Regions from separate parts of the Arabidopsis thaliana genome. Here region 1 is linked to region 2. Evidence: chromatin contacts called from public capture Hi-C data. All regions are on one chromosome and are shown on one strand. The core of a region is the stretch at or near the end of the contact, and the rest is flanking DNA. Distances in the headings are between cores, read along the strand shown.

Evidence for each region. Capture Hi-C pulls out chosen DNA fragments and counts their contacts.
Region 1: a contact with region 2 is called in a capture Hi-C map of shoot, with 2.9 times the contacts expected there. The contact joins the promoter of AT5G28160 here to the promoter of DES1 in region 2. A contact is called at or near these places in 3 of 26 Hi-C or Micro-C datasets (callus, cotyledon and root) and 3 of 3 other capture datasets (root, seedling and shoot).

What each region holds. Positions count from the first base shown.
Region 1 is chr5:10,135,850-10,140,938 of TAIR10.1, forward strand. It overlaps AT5G28160 (Galactose oxidase/kelch repeat superfamily protein), which reads left to right and starts at 2,077. Exons shown (of 2, transcript NM_122699.1): 1 at 2,077-2,788; 2 at 2,902-3,164. The coding sequence starts at 2,077. The coding sequence ends at 3,164. AT5G28150 (hypothetical protein (DUF868)) reads left to right here. Exons shown (of 2, transcript NM_122698.5): 2 at 1-1,256. The coding sequence ends at 846. It also overlaps the pseudogene AT5G28165.
Region 2 is chr5:10,029,669-10,034,274 of TAIR10.1, forward strand. DES1 (L-cysteine desulfhydrase 1) reads right to left here and starts at 3,294. Exons shown (of 10, transcript NM_001344055.1): 1 at 3,133-3,294; 2 at 2,579-2,651; 3 at 2,298-2,465; 4 at 1,829-2,092; 5 at 1,603-1,740; 6 at 1,466-1,517; 7 at 1,311-1,390; 8 at 1,181-1,240; 9 at 1,012-1,092; 10 at 1-914. The coding sequence starts at 2,617. The coding sequence ends at 825.

The DNA.
Region 1 (5,089 bases), core at 827-3,326, 100 kb after region 2:
GGTGAAAATGGAGTTCAAGTTGCGGATTCATCGTCTTCTTCGAACTCCGGTAAAAACGCTCAGAATTTGGTTACTTGTATCTACCAATGTCGAATTCGCGGAAGAAATTGTTTGATCACTGTGACATGGACTAAGAATCTGATGGGTCAAAGTGTAACAGTTGGTGTTGATGATTCTTGTAACCAAAGTCTTTGTAAAGTCGAGATTAAGCCGTGGCTGTTTACTAAACGGAAAGGGTCTAAGAGTTTAGAGGCGTATTCGTGTAATATCGATGTTTTTTGGGATCTTTCGTCTGCGAAATTCGGATCAGGTCCTGAAGCTTTGGGAGGATTCTATGTTGGTGTTGTTGTTGACAAAGAAATGGTTTTGCTTCTTGGTGATATGAAGAAAGAAGCTTTTAAGAAGACGAATGCTTCGCCTTCGTCTTTAGGTGCTGTGTTCATTGCTAAGAAAGAGCATGTTTTTGGTAAGAGAGTGTTTGCAACGAAAGCTCAGCTTTTTGCTGATGGGAAATTTCATGATCTGTTGATTGAGTGTGACACGAATGTCACCGATCCTTGTCTCGTTGTTCGTGTGGATGGTAAGACGTTGTTGCAGGTGAAGCGGCTTAAGTGGAAGTTTCGTGGCAACGATACGATAGTTGTTAATAAAATGACTGTGGAAGTTCTATGGGATGTTCATAGTTGGCTCTTTGGGTTGCCTACAACGGGAAACGCTGTGTTCATGTTCAGGACTTGTCAATCTACTGAGAAGAGCTTGTCTTTCTCACAGGACGTGACAACAACAAACTCCAAGTCTCATAGTTTTGGCTTTTCGTTGATTCTGTACGCTTGGAAGAGCGAGTAGAACAAAAGAGAGAGTTTCTGGGTGCTAACAAAAACCTTATAAGAGTTTGTTGATTCCTTATCGACATTTTTTTTGTTGATTCATGATTGGTTTCTGCAATATATATTTCCTTACACAATGCTGGAACCAGTTTGGTCTTGAGGAATGTGATCTCTGTATACATCTGTTACTTATGTTCTAGAAAGTGTTTCTTATGGTCTATTACCTAATTACACTGCTCTTTGATCTTGTAGCTTGTGAATGTTTAGATGCTTAGCAAACTATTGATTAGCTTCTTCTTTCTAATAACAGACTGCTCATAAAGATTGTTTATAGAAGAAGCATATAGAGATCGTGGGATTTGTACATGATGATTCCTATATTGCGAATCATTAAGTTGAATGTTTCTTAGCTTTGACATTTCGTTTCTTCGGACTTTACATTGGTCTACTTCTTTGGTCACACAAGACCGTAAAAGTTTTTGGTTTTCTATAGAGTTAAACTTCTAAAGGCTTAAAAGAGAATTTGGTATTGTGTCAGTTTTAAACATGAATTTGGATTTGATCATAAGATTTGTCTAAAGCCATAGTTTTTGAAATGTGAATTGCGATTAGTGGCAATATTACTGGAAAAGGCATAAAAATTGTCTCTGTCTAAGAGATTCTATTAATAACCACTTTTGAAAAAAAATTGAATTGTCAAGTCACGGAAACTTTCTGTAGAGAGCAGACAGCTTTATACAGTTACAGTATATAGTGTATACAGTAAAAAAAATCAAACTTCACGCTGTTTAGCTGAGAATCTCAGCAACTACTTGCCGTTTCATGCCTCTTGTCTGTTTTGGTCGGAAAAGTACACATGAGAAGACTCAAAGTGACGAAGAGTGTTTCTTTCTTCTGTTATTGCAACATTCTTTTGTGACATCATTTGTTTGCTTCTTCTGTTTCAGTTTCTTGTAATAGTAAAATAAAATCATGCCACGTCGTCCCCATCCAAACGGGCTTATTAAGCCCATTTTCGCAAACTATAAAAGTAAAAAACAATCAATGAATAAAATATGACTTTGCCTTTTTAGTTTTTTGTTCACCACTACTCAGCCACATTAGGGTTTTGAATAGCCAAATATCGCCGTTTCAGTCTCCTTTGAATCCCTAGGAAATTTTGTTATACCTTTGATCATTATTAGCTCTTCGTGGTGTTTATGTCATCTACTTTTTTATACAGCAAGCAACTTTCTAGTTTCTAACGACTATGAATTCTGAAGTCGAACGTCCATCGTTTTTGTCACTACCTGATGAAATCATCTTGAGCTGTTTAGCCCGCATATCGAGATCGTACTATCCGAAACTCTCCCTAGTTTGCAAGACCTTCCGCACTCTCCTCATATCTAATGAGCTCATTGTGGCGCGATTGCACCTCAAAACCCATGAAACCTTTTGTCATGTCTGCTTAAAGTTTCCTGATAAACCTAATCCGTCAATGTTCACCCTCTGGATAAAACCTGGTACAATCTTAACCAACCAACTTGAGAAGAACAAGAGGTCTACAAGAGATACTCGGTTGGTACAAATACCTTCTTCATATTATTATAATGTACCGTTTTACCTCGTTATGGTTGGTTCCGAAGTATACGGACTCAGCCAACGCAATGATCCGTCCTCCAACATGTTTGTCCGTAATAAGGGGGATATTTTTTTGTGTAAAGCCCCAAACATGACTGTAGCTCGAGCTAAAGCCAGTGCAGTTGTCTTCAATGGGAAAATATATGTGATGGGAGGTTGCATGGCTGATGAATCCGTGAATTGGGGTGAAGTTTTTGACATAAAGACTCAAACTTGGGAAGCTTTACCTGACCCTGGTCCTGAGTTCCGTTTTTCTTCAATTAGAAAAATAGATGTGTTCCAAGAAAAGCTTTACGTTAGAAGCAACGAGAAGAAAGACTCTGTTTATGATCCAAAAGAAGGTAAATGGAATGTTGGAGTAAAAGCACACATGCAAATATGCAATGTATGATAGATAATGTATGGTATCATTGTGATAAAAAGTGGTGCTGGTGGTATGACACAAGTCCTAAAGAATGGAGAGTGGTCAAAGGTTTAGACATGTTGAACAGGAATCTTGGTTGTGGTACGATTGAAATTGTTCACTATGGCGGAAAACTCTTAATCTTATGGGACAAGGTAGATCTTTCTCATGACAAAGATATTTGGTGTGCGGTGATTGCGCTTGAAAAACGTCATGGTAGTGATGAAGTTTGGGGAAACATTGAATGGGCTGATATTGTGCTGACGGTTCCTAGCTCATACGTTTTCGTGAATAGTCTAGAAACTGGTTTTTGATCAAATCTAATCATGTTTTTTGATTTGATTCTCAAAGGCTTTTTTCTTCTTTATTTTTTAGTGTATTGTTGCTTTTATACTTGTAATATTTGCAACATCACGAGAAATATTGAGTCGGCTAATATTGTGCTGACGGTTCCTAGCTCATATGTTTTCCTGAATAGTTTACCAAATAGGTTTTGATAAAATTTAACTATGTTTTTCTGTTTTGCCAATGCCTTATTTTTTGTTTGAATTCTGTAGTGTGTTTATGGTTAAACTAAATTGTTGGCAACATCACATCCAACTTCAAAATAACAGTTTTATATCGAAATGTGACTTAGTGGTAGGATTTGTATATGATGTGAATCAGTAAGTCAGATGTTTGATAGCTTTCATATTCCAATTCTTCGTCTTAATTTTGTCAGTTTCTTTAGTCACACAAAACCACATAAGTTTTTAGTTACCAGTTAATATTGGAGAGAGACTACAAAAGATAAATGCTATTGTGTGAGTTTTGAAATCTGAAGTTAAACATACCTTTTTTTTGTCCGTTATAGCATTCTCTAAAGAATAGCTCTTTTCTGTATTTGGTATTTAAAAAGATTTTGTACCAATTTCTAATAACATATGTATGATGTAACCTTGAGAAAAAGAAAATGATGTAAAATGTGATTACTAGAAAGGCCTATAAGATATGAGAGTTTCTATTCATAACAATGTATATCAGATGTGAACTTATGGAGTGCAAAGACCATCTGTTCTTCGAATGTGGCTACGCCAAAGAGATTTGGACAGGACTGAGCAGGAAGATCCTTGGACACAAGTTCACAACAACATGGAGTGCCATCCACATTACTCTTTTAGATATATCTTTGGGACTAATAAACATCTTCTTGCACTACAAGAAAACAAGCAAACGACGACTACGAAAGGCGACTAACAATGTAGTCGTCCTTTTTTGCGACTAACTTACGACTGATGGACGACGACATTACGACAACAGACAAATTGGTCGTTCCATAATCGTATTTTAGCGACTACAAGCTTTAGTCGGTACATAGTCATCCAAATACGACTATTTGACGACGACATTACTGGAAAAAATAAGTAGTCATATTTTGACGACTACATGTCCGACTTCATACATTAGTCGTAAAACCGGCGACGATAATACGACTATTTTTCCTTTGTCGTAAAATAGTCGCATAAGTGTCGTATAATACGGTTGGAAAACGTTTTTCGTGTTGCTGGGTAGGTACACCTAATTTCTGAGCGTCTACAATGTTTAGTCGTAAAATAGTCGTAAAAAATCCTCTATATAATCCACGACACTCTTCATTCTCATTCACCAACAAATCAAAACAACATCAAAAGAAAAAAAACGATTTCGAAGGAAAAAATATAAGTTTAGTTTATGCTATAATGGCGGGAAACTTCAATTATGACGGTGGTGGCGGTTTCTATCGAGATTGGATGTATAAGAGATTTGATGAAGTAACGGGAAATTTGTCAGCCGAATACGTCGTAGGAGTGGAGGAGTTCATGACATTCGCTAATAATCAGCCTATAGTACATAGTAGTCGAGGTAAATTTCATTGTCCTTGTAGTGTATGCAAGAATGAAAAACACATCATCTCGGGTAAAAGAGTTAGTAGTCATTTGTTTAGTCAAAGATTTATGCCTGATTATTATGTTTGGTATAAGCATGGAGAAGAATTGAATATGGATATAGGAACTAGTTACACGGATAGGACGTATTTTAGTTCGAATCATGAAGAAGTGGGTAATGTTGTAGAAAATGCATATGTGGATATGGTGAACGATGCATTAATTTTAACGTGGGGTTTGATGATAACTATCATCAGGATAGTTATCATCAGGATAGTAGTTATCAAAATGTGGAAGAACCGGTCCGTAATCATTCAAAGAAATTCTAGGACTTG
Region 2 (4,606 bases), core at 2,044-4,543:
TAACAGAGTTAGCTAAAAGCTCTGTATCAAAACAAGCTCTAGTTAATGTGTTTGTATCTAATTTTCAATTCAATTACAAACAAGAGTCATGAGTGTTGATGTAGGGATCACACAAGTACGATGTTTCTCTAGGAAGAGTTAAAGAATCCGTCTCGGTTAACAGGCCGATGACTAGACGAGAATTTCTTGACTAAGGGACGTGGTATTGTGACGGAATGATCGAAACAGGATGAGATCGGCGATGTGTAGACAAGGCGAGGTCTTGGAGACGAGGTGAGGTCTTGAAGATGAGGCGAAGTCTTGAAGACGAGGTGAGGTCTTGAAGACGAGGCGAGGTCTTGAAGACGAGGTGAGGTCTTGAAGACGAGGCGAGGTCAATGGTTGTACTGCTGTCCTTTCTCTGTGTCAGCGGGAATTGCGCATTTCCTTTCATTCCTTTCCATTCTTGTACTTATAGGACCTGTCCTTTTAGGGTTTCCTTTTTATGCTTGTAAGTCTTTACCACTTTTTCCACTCTGCACAGTACATCTGTCCTCTTTGCCCTCTTCCTTTGGTCGATGGAACACTCCAGATCTTTTCTATCACTTACTGGGCTTGGTTTGGGCTTATTATGTTCATGGGCCAAAACCGACCATTAACAATGAGTAAGATTTAACGTTTGATTGTGACGGTCTAGCGATCGGATTATATCAAAATTAGTTAATGAACAACTTATAATTGATCATCAAGGAATATGTAACTCTTATTGATTTTACAATGACCTACAATAATCAAAATGTAACCTTGGTACCAACATCTCTTATTGAATCCTACGTTACTACTACTCATTCAACTGGCAAATTCTCAGCTTCATATCTGACTGACTCGAACAATTCAGTCGATAAATAACGTTCTCCTCCACTAGGAAAAATAACCTACAAACCATACAATGATCGCGATATTTAATAAACCAGGTTTGATTTCGGTTACTTCAAAGCTTATGGTCACTCTTAAGTCAAAGACTAAGCTTACCACAATGAGTTTCCCTACGTTTTCAGGCCGCTTTGCAACCTTTAACGCAGCCGCAGCTGAGGCTCCAGAGGATATTCCAACCTGCCAGATGAATGATCGCGTTTATCAAAAACTCCGATTTTTTAGTTACTTATTTGTAACGAAAAAAGAACGTTAAAACCAATGGTACCAATAATCCTTCTTTGATAGCAAGAAGCTTGGTTGTTTCAATAGCTTCCTCACCAGTCACCTAGATTAAAAGATTGCATATCTCAAAATATTGTTTCGCGATTGAGAAGTCGACAATCTAAGCTACTTACTTGAATGATTTCATCAACAATGCTTAAGTCCAAATTGGCTGGAATTTCACCAGAGCCTATTCCTTGGATCAAATGTGGACCTGTTGATCAAGAATCATCAATGATGGATAGAGATAATCAAGTATTCCAAGAAAATAATGATGTTTATTCCTCACCTGGTTTTCCTCCGCTGAGTACCGCACTTTCGGAAGGTTCCACCACACAAACCTATTATCAAGATTGTAAGAAAATTATGTTAAAAATAAGATCCTATTTCCTATGGTTGTTTTCAAGAATTATTGAAGTTTTGAACCTTAATATCTTTGTTCTTTTCTTTAAGAAACTTCCCTGTTCCAGTAACCGTTCCACCAGTTCCAACACCGGCGACTAAGATATCTACTTTCCCTGCTGAATCTCTCCAAATCTCCGGACCCGTGGTTCTATAATGAATCTGCAAGAAACAAGTTTAAACTCAATCATAAGAGAATAAGAATGATAACTATTTCAAAAATATAGTTGGATACATAATATTGTATAACCTCTGGATTTTCAGGATTAATAAACTGGTGTGGTATGTAACCACCGGGAGTTTTGCTTAATATCTCTTTAGCTTTCTCCAACTGTCCTTTAATGCCTATGCTAATGTCAGTGAGATGAACCTCTGCACCTAATGCTCTTAGAATGATTCTCCTTTCTAAACTCATTGTTGAAGGCATCAAAAGGATCACTTTATAACCTCTTGAAGCCCCGATGCTGGCTAAACCAATCCCGGTGTTACCACCCGTTGCCTCAATCAATGTACTCTAAAAACAAAACAAGAAAAAAGTTATTCCATATATGAATTCTAATGGACTATATATGGAGAGATTATATAGTGGTTTGTACATGTGTTGTCACCGTGTCATAATTCAGAGTGCGTGTGTAAGTTGTAAACGATAAAAGAAAAAAAAAAAAAAAACAAGTCTACAAGCCCCGGTTAGTGATTTTTGAAAGTGTTGTCTATTTAACCTTTCCCGGAGTAATCAATCCTTTGTCTTCAGCATCTTTGATCATACTATATGCGATTCTATCTTTGATGCTAGAGCAAGGCTCCATCATCTCAAGCTTGGCAGCAATACGAGCCACACAACCATCCACAATTTTATTTAGATACACCATTGGTGTGTTACCTATCAACTGCGTAAAATGCACAACTATATTTAAGTAACAACACAAGCAAATGATTTTAAACATGTTTCTTGTTCCAAGAAAGCAGATTGATATAGAAGAGATTAGATAGAGAGTTTTACTTCAGTGACATCGTTCTTGATCAAGACGCGGTCTTCCATGTTGGTTTGTCTTTGGAAAACTCCTTCAGATTTACTATACACAAATACAAAAACTGATACCAAAATCAGAAAATGGACGAACAAGCAGAACTACATTATCTTTTCTTATGGATGAATGGAGAAACAAGAAAGAACCAAAAAAAACGTCGTACCGATAGAGTTTAATCAATGAAGAAGAGACAAAAGACCGCTAAATCTAAAACAACACCAGGCCATATATATATAGACGCAGACATATAGATATTGTATATAGATTCGTATTGAGTGGTTGTATAATTGAATCGTATTATCTAAATTAGTAAATTGTTATATTTTTGGGATGAAAAAAAAAACAAAACACTCTCAAACAAACCAAATCTTGTTGTAAGATATTCATTAAAAAGACTCTTGACCTCACAAACAAAGGCGACAACAATGTATATTGTGGTTAAAATTTTTCTAGTAATAGTACAAACAAATGTGATGTATATCTAAAAGTTACAAAAATCAACGAGGCTATGAAGTTTAACACAAACCACTAAACAACAAGTCCTGGTCGGTAGTGAATAGTTTAGCATTTAGGATTTAAGGGTTACGATCTATTGTTGTTTGTCATGTAAATAAAGGTTATGTGTTCTATGTTAGTGGTGGCGTTTGTAATGGCAATAGCGACGGTGGTGGGGAAAAAAAGGTGATGGTTGCTACCACAGTGGATGTATAGTTCTGTCGATGATTGTTATTTTATCGTAAACTTTAAATGTGTATATATATATATATATATATGTAATTGTGTTTGTTTGTTTAGCACTTTTTTGATAAAGTAAAATGTATTATTACTTGGTAAGGTTTGTTTACTTCGTTTAGTTTCAAAAGACAGTAACCCTAAAATACAGTTCAATTTTTTTCCAAATATCATTTCTAGTGTAATTTATTTTCACTTATAATTACATTTTAATCATTCTTTTTCTTTCTCAAATTTAGAAATTATACATAGTTGCAAATTTAGCTAATTGAACATTTTATATAATAAGTTAGATGATATTACGAACGTAGAAAAATAAAAAATAAGTATTTAGTAGAGTTTCGTTTAAGCTTTCACCATTAGTGTATTTTCCCCATAAATGATTAGTTAACATCCTTCAAGTACAAATAAACATCTCTATTATTGAGTTGTCAATTTACCGAAGAAGAATTATTAATTTATTATATATATTTTTATTGATAGCACTAAATGTTTTTAATAAAATAATACTATATAAAATTTGAAAAGTCATATGTAAAATAAAATAAAATTTCTAAAATGTTTTGAGTACTACTATTCATATTTCATAACATTAACTCCAATTATTTGGTATTATATAATCAAACGATCTTATATCAATGTCCAGACTAATTTTCATAAACTTTATAAAAAAAAAGAAGAGGGTAGTCCACATTGGAAAAAATAATACTCCCTCTTTCAACTCTGATGAACCAATCAAACTGGAGTTACTGGACCACCATGAAGTAGTTGATCTAGACTCTAGAGTGTTGAAAAATGATATTTCTGCAAAGTGGAGTGTGAAAGAGAAAATGAAGGTCGGTGGAAGATCGATTGACATGTGGTGGACACACACACGATGTATATAATTGTGTGTAGTATGAAGAAAGTTTTGTGCCATTGCTTTGATATGAAAATAACATCTAAGGCTAGGCTGCTATGGAATTGTGAAGTATTAAAGACAAGTTTGTGCCCTTTCTAGTTTGTGAAAATAACATCCACGGATAGGCTTGTATAGAAACAAAATCTAAAAGGCGATGCTTAAAAGTAGAGCTTAAATTCTAAGGCTATGCTTGAATGGAGACAAATTCACAAAGGTGTTAGCCGGATTTTAACAATCTTTCATCCAACCGCCTTTATGTTCCGATCCATGCTTTTTATTTTGGGGTTTTAAGAAGTAAGTAAAGACAAGAAAAATATCCAAAGGCGTTTTCAAACATTTTGAAGATAACATTAAACACTATCCTTTG